Linked DNA regions of Zea mays: region 2 is linked to region 1. Evidence: chromatin contacts called from public Hi-C data. All regions are on one chromosome and are shown on one strand. Each heading gives the region's core, a stretch centred on a gene start, on an enhancer-like site or on the middle of the called end of the contact. The rest is flanking DNA. Distances are from core to core; before and after follow the strand shown.

Evidence for each region. A called contact is a pair of places that touch in the nucleus more often than the background predicts.
Region 2: a contact with region 1 is called in a Hi-C map of endosperm, with 5 times the contacts expected there. The contact joins the promoter of LOC100217237 here to the promoter of LOC103647128 in region 1. A contact is called at or near these places in 6 of 25 Hi-C or Micro-C datasets (ear, endosperm, leaf and 2 more).

The regions. Positions count from the first base shown.
Region 1 is chr2:153,523,629-153,526,440 of Zm-B73-REFERENCE-NAM-5.0, reverse strand. It overlaps LOC103647128, which reads right to left and starts at 1,553. Exons shown (of 8, transcript XM_008671690.2): 1 at 929-1,553; 2 at 599-667; 3 at 443-499; 4 at 259-333. The coding sequence starts at 1,387. TRNAA-UGC (transfer RNA alanine (anticodon UGC)) reads right to left here and starts at 1,758; the gene lies at 1,686-1,758.
Region 2 is chr2:153,661,072-153,664,182 of Zm-B73-REFERENCE-NAM-5.0, reverse strand. LOC100217237 reads right to left here and starts at 1,757. Exons shown (of 7, transcript NM_001143592.1): 1 at 1,461-1,757; 2 at 736-821; 3 at 318-326; 4 at 74-162. The coding sequence starts at 1,669.

The sequences.
Region 1 (2,812 bases), core at 304-2,803:
GAGTACTAGCCCAATATTTCTAAAAAAGCACATTTTCAACCTGACAATATTCTATTGAAAGAGATCATGTTGTGAACTCAGACAAACAAGTGGGCAGCATGATGGATCGATGGCATATGCATTGCAATAACACTAGAAAAAGAAAACTGCATATGCACACATAAATGTTCAAAAGTAATCTTTTTTTTTCGAGTTCATAGCTACACCAATGAATTGCAACAACAATAGCTTTAACACAAGTGATTCTCTAATTCTTACATGCTCGAGATGGCCAGGTGAAGAAACAACAGTGCTAGATTCTGACTGTGTAGTTTCATCCATTTGCCGGCACCCCTGTGTACAATAAACACTAGTAGTCACTCAAGTATTCATGTTGCCAGTAAATCGTGTGGCATGCATACGGCTGACCAAAGTACCAAACTACACGAACTATTTCACCAACCGCTCCGGTTGTTGACCCCTGGGATGAACAACTTGCATCAGTTCCCTTACGCTTCCCCTGTGAGATGTGTAAATTTACGAGTTCCTTTGAAATACATATATGCAGCATGTAAATAAAACATCTGACATTCAAAACCAGAGTCCAGAGTAGAGATACCTCTGGAACTGAATGCTGGCTCCTCCATGACTGCAGTTTCCTTGCCACACCCCTGGCTTCTGCATCGGTCTGCCAGATGTATAGCAAGACAAAAAAAAATTGAGATTAATTGGCATGGCATTCCCTGGTGTCAGCCAGAACCGGGTTTTGATGGATATAAAATCCAGATTGATTGTCAGTTACTAGTCTATATGTCAATATGTTATACTGCTATGGCCATAAATAGGAGTGGGGAACATGGAAAGTTGCAAGCACAAGCTACTACGAAGGGGAGAGCTTTTCTTGAGACGCAGTTTCCGAGTGAAGCGTGAAGCAGAGAGTTCACGCTACCTCGGAGCCCCGGTAGGTGCGTGCGACGTCGGCCACCGACCGCGCCCGCGAAGCCTTCCTCCCGCCGACATCGGCAGCAGAGTCCGCCACCGAGGCGGTGTGGCGCCGCTGCGGCGGCGCGACGGAGGCCGACCGCGCCCTCCCTCCACCGCCGCCGCGCCCCCCGCTCTTGAGCCGCGGCTCACGCCCCCTCTCCCGGCCCGCCGCATCCCCACGGCCGGAGGTAGCACCAGTAGCAGCAGCCGCCCCGGGGGGCGGAGATGGCGAGGCGGACGGGGAGGCCGCGGAGTCGAAGAGCGGGTTGGTGCGCGTGTTGGCGTAGTCCTCGTGGGCGGCGCGGGGCGCCGCGCTGACGGAGCGCGAGCGGGTGCGGCGCGGGCACGGGGGCGGGTCGGAGCGGGAGGTGGTGGTGGCGTGGAGGGCGCGGCGCGTGGTGGACTTGAACGCCGCCGACGCCATCCGAGTGCGAATCGGTACTACGGGCGGCGCGGGAGGAGGTAATGAAAAGCAGCGAGAGAAGACGGGAGGAAATGCCAAAAGGACGGAGCGGCCGGAGAAGTCGAAGCTGCTGATAATGGCGGTGGCGGGGGCGGGGGCTGGGTGCCTGCTGGCTTTGACCTTTGAGAATGACCTGTGGGGTCAGGTTACCAGCGGAAGAAAGGGGGTCAAGAAGGTGGGTGCCTGGCTGAGGAATGAATTGTGGGGTCAGGTTACCAGCGGGAGAAAGGAAGGTCAAAAAAAGAAAATTTTAAAATATTGGAGACGCGGGGGATCGAACCCCGTGCCTCTCGCATGCAAAGCGAGCGCTCTACCATTTGAGCTACGTCCCCTGGTTGTTAAAATGTCAGATTACGTAATAATGTTCAAACACGCATGATCAATTTCCATTTCATACCATTTGAGATAATTTTATTTGTCCTCGATGAGAAATAAAAGAAACTAGTTTTGTACGAGTTGCCAACTAATTGAGATCTTCTCCAGCTATATAGTTTAAGTTCTGCAAAACAAATTACTTGTACGGTTCTATTTTTAATGGAACATAAATAAAAGAAAATAGGTCCGCACTAGAAACGCAGAATGGAAACATGTATGTATATATGCAATGTGTTGATCAAGAAACTACCAGTTGCACTATAATATACCTGAACTATAAGACGTCCCAGCTCTGGTTAGTTGTGTACTCCAGTGAAAAAAAAAAACATTTCATGTTCGTTCTGCACTGCACTAATTGATCATAGAAATTTGTCGTTGTCGTTGATAACCAAGGCATAACAGTCCAGGGACCATCACAGGTACGTTTCCAGTTGCTTTCTGTCATTTGTTTCTCCGACGATCTGTTGCTTGCTAGCTAGTTGCACACCATGATCTGTTGTTGCTTCAATCTGCTTGCTATTAGCAGACTCAGATCAATCTGTGCATGGCTTTCATCACTTATGGCGCCGAACATTCACCAACTTGGGAAGTTGGAGTGCAGAGTAAATAAACTCAGAAACATCTTCAAGAAGAAAAAAAACTCAACAGATATGTCTCATGGGTGTTTGGTTAGAGGGACTAAAGATTAGTCTCTAGATTTTAGTCCCTTTTTTTGCCAAACACTAGGACTAAAATATGGAGTAAAATGATTTAGTCTCTAGTCCTTCACATAGGTGCTAAAAGAGACTAAAGGCCCATAATTATCATGTTGCTCTTACCTATCCCTCGTCTCTCTGGCACACCCGCAGCCACTCCCTTCCTCGTCTCTCGCACAGCCGCCGCCGCCCCTTCCTCGTCTCTCGCGCGTGACGAACGCAGCCACTCCCTCTTCTCTCTTGCGTGCGACGAACACAGCCACTCCCTCATCCTCTTCCTCTTCCAAGCCGCCGTCCACAAACGCCGAACGCAGTC
Region 2 (3,111 bases), core at 508-3,007, 140 kb before region 1:
AACAGACAGTTCTTAGTACAAGTAGGGACAGTTCCTAGTTTTTGAGCAGACGAGCAGTGCAGGAGGAACTTACAGGGAAGTTGAGCAGAGTCTCAGGACCCCAGTACTTGAGAGCTGCGAGGTCATAGGCACGAGCAGCTGCCTCCTCGCTGTCATACGCCCCTGCAGATCATGCACAATTGACAAATTAATCCCCCCGGCTTTAAGACAAGGACGCAGATCACGGCATGATCTGGCGACAAGTAACATGAAACGAAATCTGGCAACCAAGAGATATATTCGAGAGCAGAGGGCTTTGCTGTGGGAGTGGGACTTACCCAGGTAGACTATTGAGGTGATGCAGCCAGCAGTAGATCACAGGCACATGCAGATCACCGGCGCCAAGGGGACCACCATCGCCAAAGATTGAAGAAAAAAAATGGAGATAAACAAAGCCTGATCAGTATGTCAGCCTTAAAGAAATTCGGCGCACTTTCAAAGAGAGAGAAAAAAAGGATCGCTGTACTGTGGTACTGGGCAGATGCATCAGGAATTCAGCATCCTTGCATAGGACACAAAGGACCTCAGTTGGGTTCCTAGTATTGGGTTTTGTTTATGGTCGTAGTACCACCATTGCTGCTTAATCCTCGTATTAAGATTTAAGACTGGTTTTGTTCCTCTTTTGGGAGAGAATACCGAACAGGATGAAAACGGATGGATTCTTGATGATGATGATACTCGGAAAGAAGTACACACCTTGCCTGCCTTTCTTCTTGTTGTGGAGCGCGGCGAGGCAGTGCTTGTCCCAGAGATGCGCCTCGAACCTGCCCGTCCACCTGTGCCTGCGTTGAGACAGCACGCACGCACGCACGCATGCAGCGCGACGCGTGTGGATGTTGATGAGATTCCAGTTTTCTTTTTCTTTTTTTCATGGAACAGGAGAACTGGAGACAGGAGTAATGCGGATGGACATGCTTTTCTACTTCCTAGCTATCGGAATTCAGAAAACGACCTGCCTTTTCTTCTTTCTGAAAGCGATGCGCGGAAAATGGAGCAGGAGCAGGGACGAAAGGGGCGGCATGGGCTGGGCTGAGGAAACAGGGAGCAGAGGAGCTTGCCGCGGCACGTTCGATCGAGGAGCGGTGGAACGAGCAGGGCGGCGGCGGCGGCGGATGTGACATGCAGCTGAAGGTAGATTTCGCGCTGCAAGGCGATCGGAGTTGTGGGGGGAAGCGCAGCTGCGGCCTGCGGGGCGGGAGTGGAGTGGAGATGGGATCGGACGGAGCTCCGTTGGCGGTGAGTGAGAGAAGAAGCGAACTTTACGGCAATGCAGGATCCGCGGCGGCGGGCTGCTGTCGGGCTGTGGGTGGGTGGGTCGGATGGGATCGGGACGAGGGAGCCGTGGGCCGCCGGCGGCCGGAATCAAAGCGGTGGAAATGGAAGGGAAGGGAATGGAAGGCATGCATGCGATAGACGCGTACCTGGTGACTCCCCTGTAGACGGAGCTCCTCTTCCCCGCGGCGGCGGCGGCGGGGTCCTTGCGGATCCTCTTATTAGGCTCGGCGCCGGCCTTGGCCGTCGCCGCCCTCCGCCTCTTTCCGGGAGGGACGAGGACGGTGTCCGCGGAGACGGAGGACGAGGAGGAGGACGGCGACGGTGGCGGAGGAGACTGCCGTTGAGATCTCTCCATGTCCGTGGTCTCCGTCCCCCCTCCTCCTCGATGAACGGTGGTGGTGCAGCGCGGACGCGGTTGTGCAGGGGAGCCGGTGGTGAATCTGACTGGCGGCGAGGCGGGGGAGGAGGAGGAGGAGGAGGAGGACGGGGTTTTTATAGAGCGGTGGCGGTGGGGGGTTTTTGCGTTGCGCCTCTGTGCCAACTGCCATTGTTGTTGCGTGGCGCGTGCTGCTTCCCGTCCCGTCCGTCTGGCCCGGCCCCCCCGTTGTGCTCATGCAGTCTTGCCTTGCTCGTGCTCGCCTGGCATCTCGCCATCTCTGTGCCGCCTACTCCTACGTGGCACGCCGCCGTGAGGAGGCAGGGGACAGGTGGACGGACACGGACGCGCCTCCACCTGCCAGCCACCTGCGAAGGGTAGCGTCGCAATGCAACGGCAGTGCGGTTGCGTCAGCAGCAAACACATGTTGGACGCGCCGTGTCCAAATGGCGCCAACCGCCGGCGCGCCGCCGCGCTTGCAGTCCCAAGGCGGGGGGTTGTCCTCTCTGCTCTCTCCGACGCGCGCCGGCGACACCTGTCGAAGCAGAGCAGGGCATGGGGCGCAAGCAACAAGTAGCCAAGATCAATCATCAAACAAAACGTTGAATTCAAACCACCCCCGTGCTGTGCTGTGCTGTCCAGCTGCTGAGTTAAACGATAATCTACTTACTGTTTGGAACACAATTTTTCCCCTCATCATTGAGCAGAAAGCTTCGTGAGAGGAGAGAGTTTCATTCATATAAAACTCTGAACTTCCTTTGGAATGCGTGATTTTTTTTATTTCTTGCGTTTTTCTATAAAAATAAGCTGATTCATGTGAAACTAAAGGGGTGTTTGGTTTCTAGGGACTAATGTTTAGTCTCTTCACTTTATTCCTTTTTAGTATATAAATTGCTAAATATAGAAACTAAAATAAAGATTTAGTTTCTATATTTGACAATTTTGGAACAAAAATAGAATAAAATGTAGGGACTAAACATTAGTCCCTAGAAACCAAACACCCCTTAAATCATTAAGGAACTATTTGTTTACAGGAATCAGTTCATTTTCATAGAAAAAACACAGAAAACAGAAAAATTTGCCACAGTCCAAAGGAGGCCTGACTCCTCTCAGGCCGTCTCTAGGATCTCTTCTATCTCATCTTCTATCTCTTTACATATTTGAAACTTAACTTTATAAACACAGTGTTATCTACAATGTCATGTTCCCTATTTACACGATCTATCAAGGACAGGCTTATAGACTTCCCACGTGAAATCCCTGGGTTCCATACAAACTAAAGTTCTATTTGAATTCTATAGTCGTTATTGGTTAGCTACTAAGTAATAATTAGCTTCTCCGGATGCAGCTAATATAATCTGTCTACTTATTAGTTGCATGCAGTTAACAGTTAGCTAGCTAATATAACCTGTTGTTTGGGG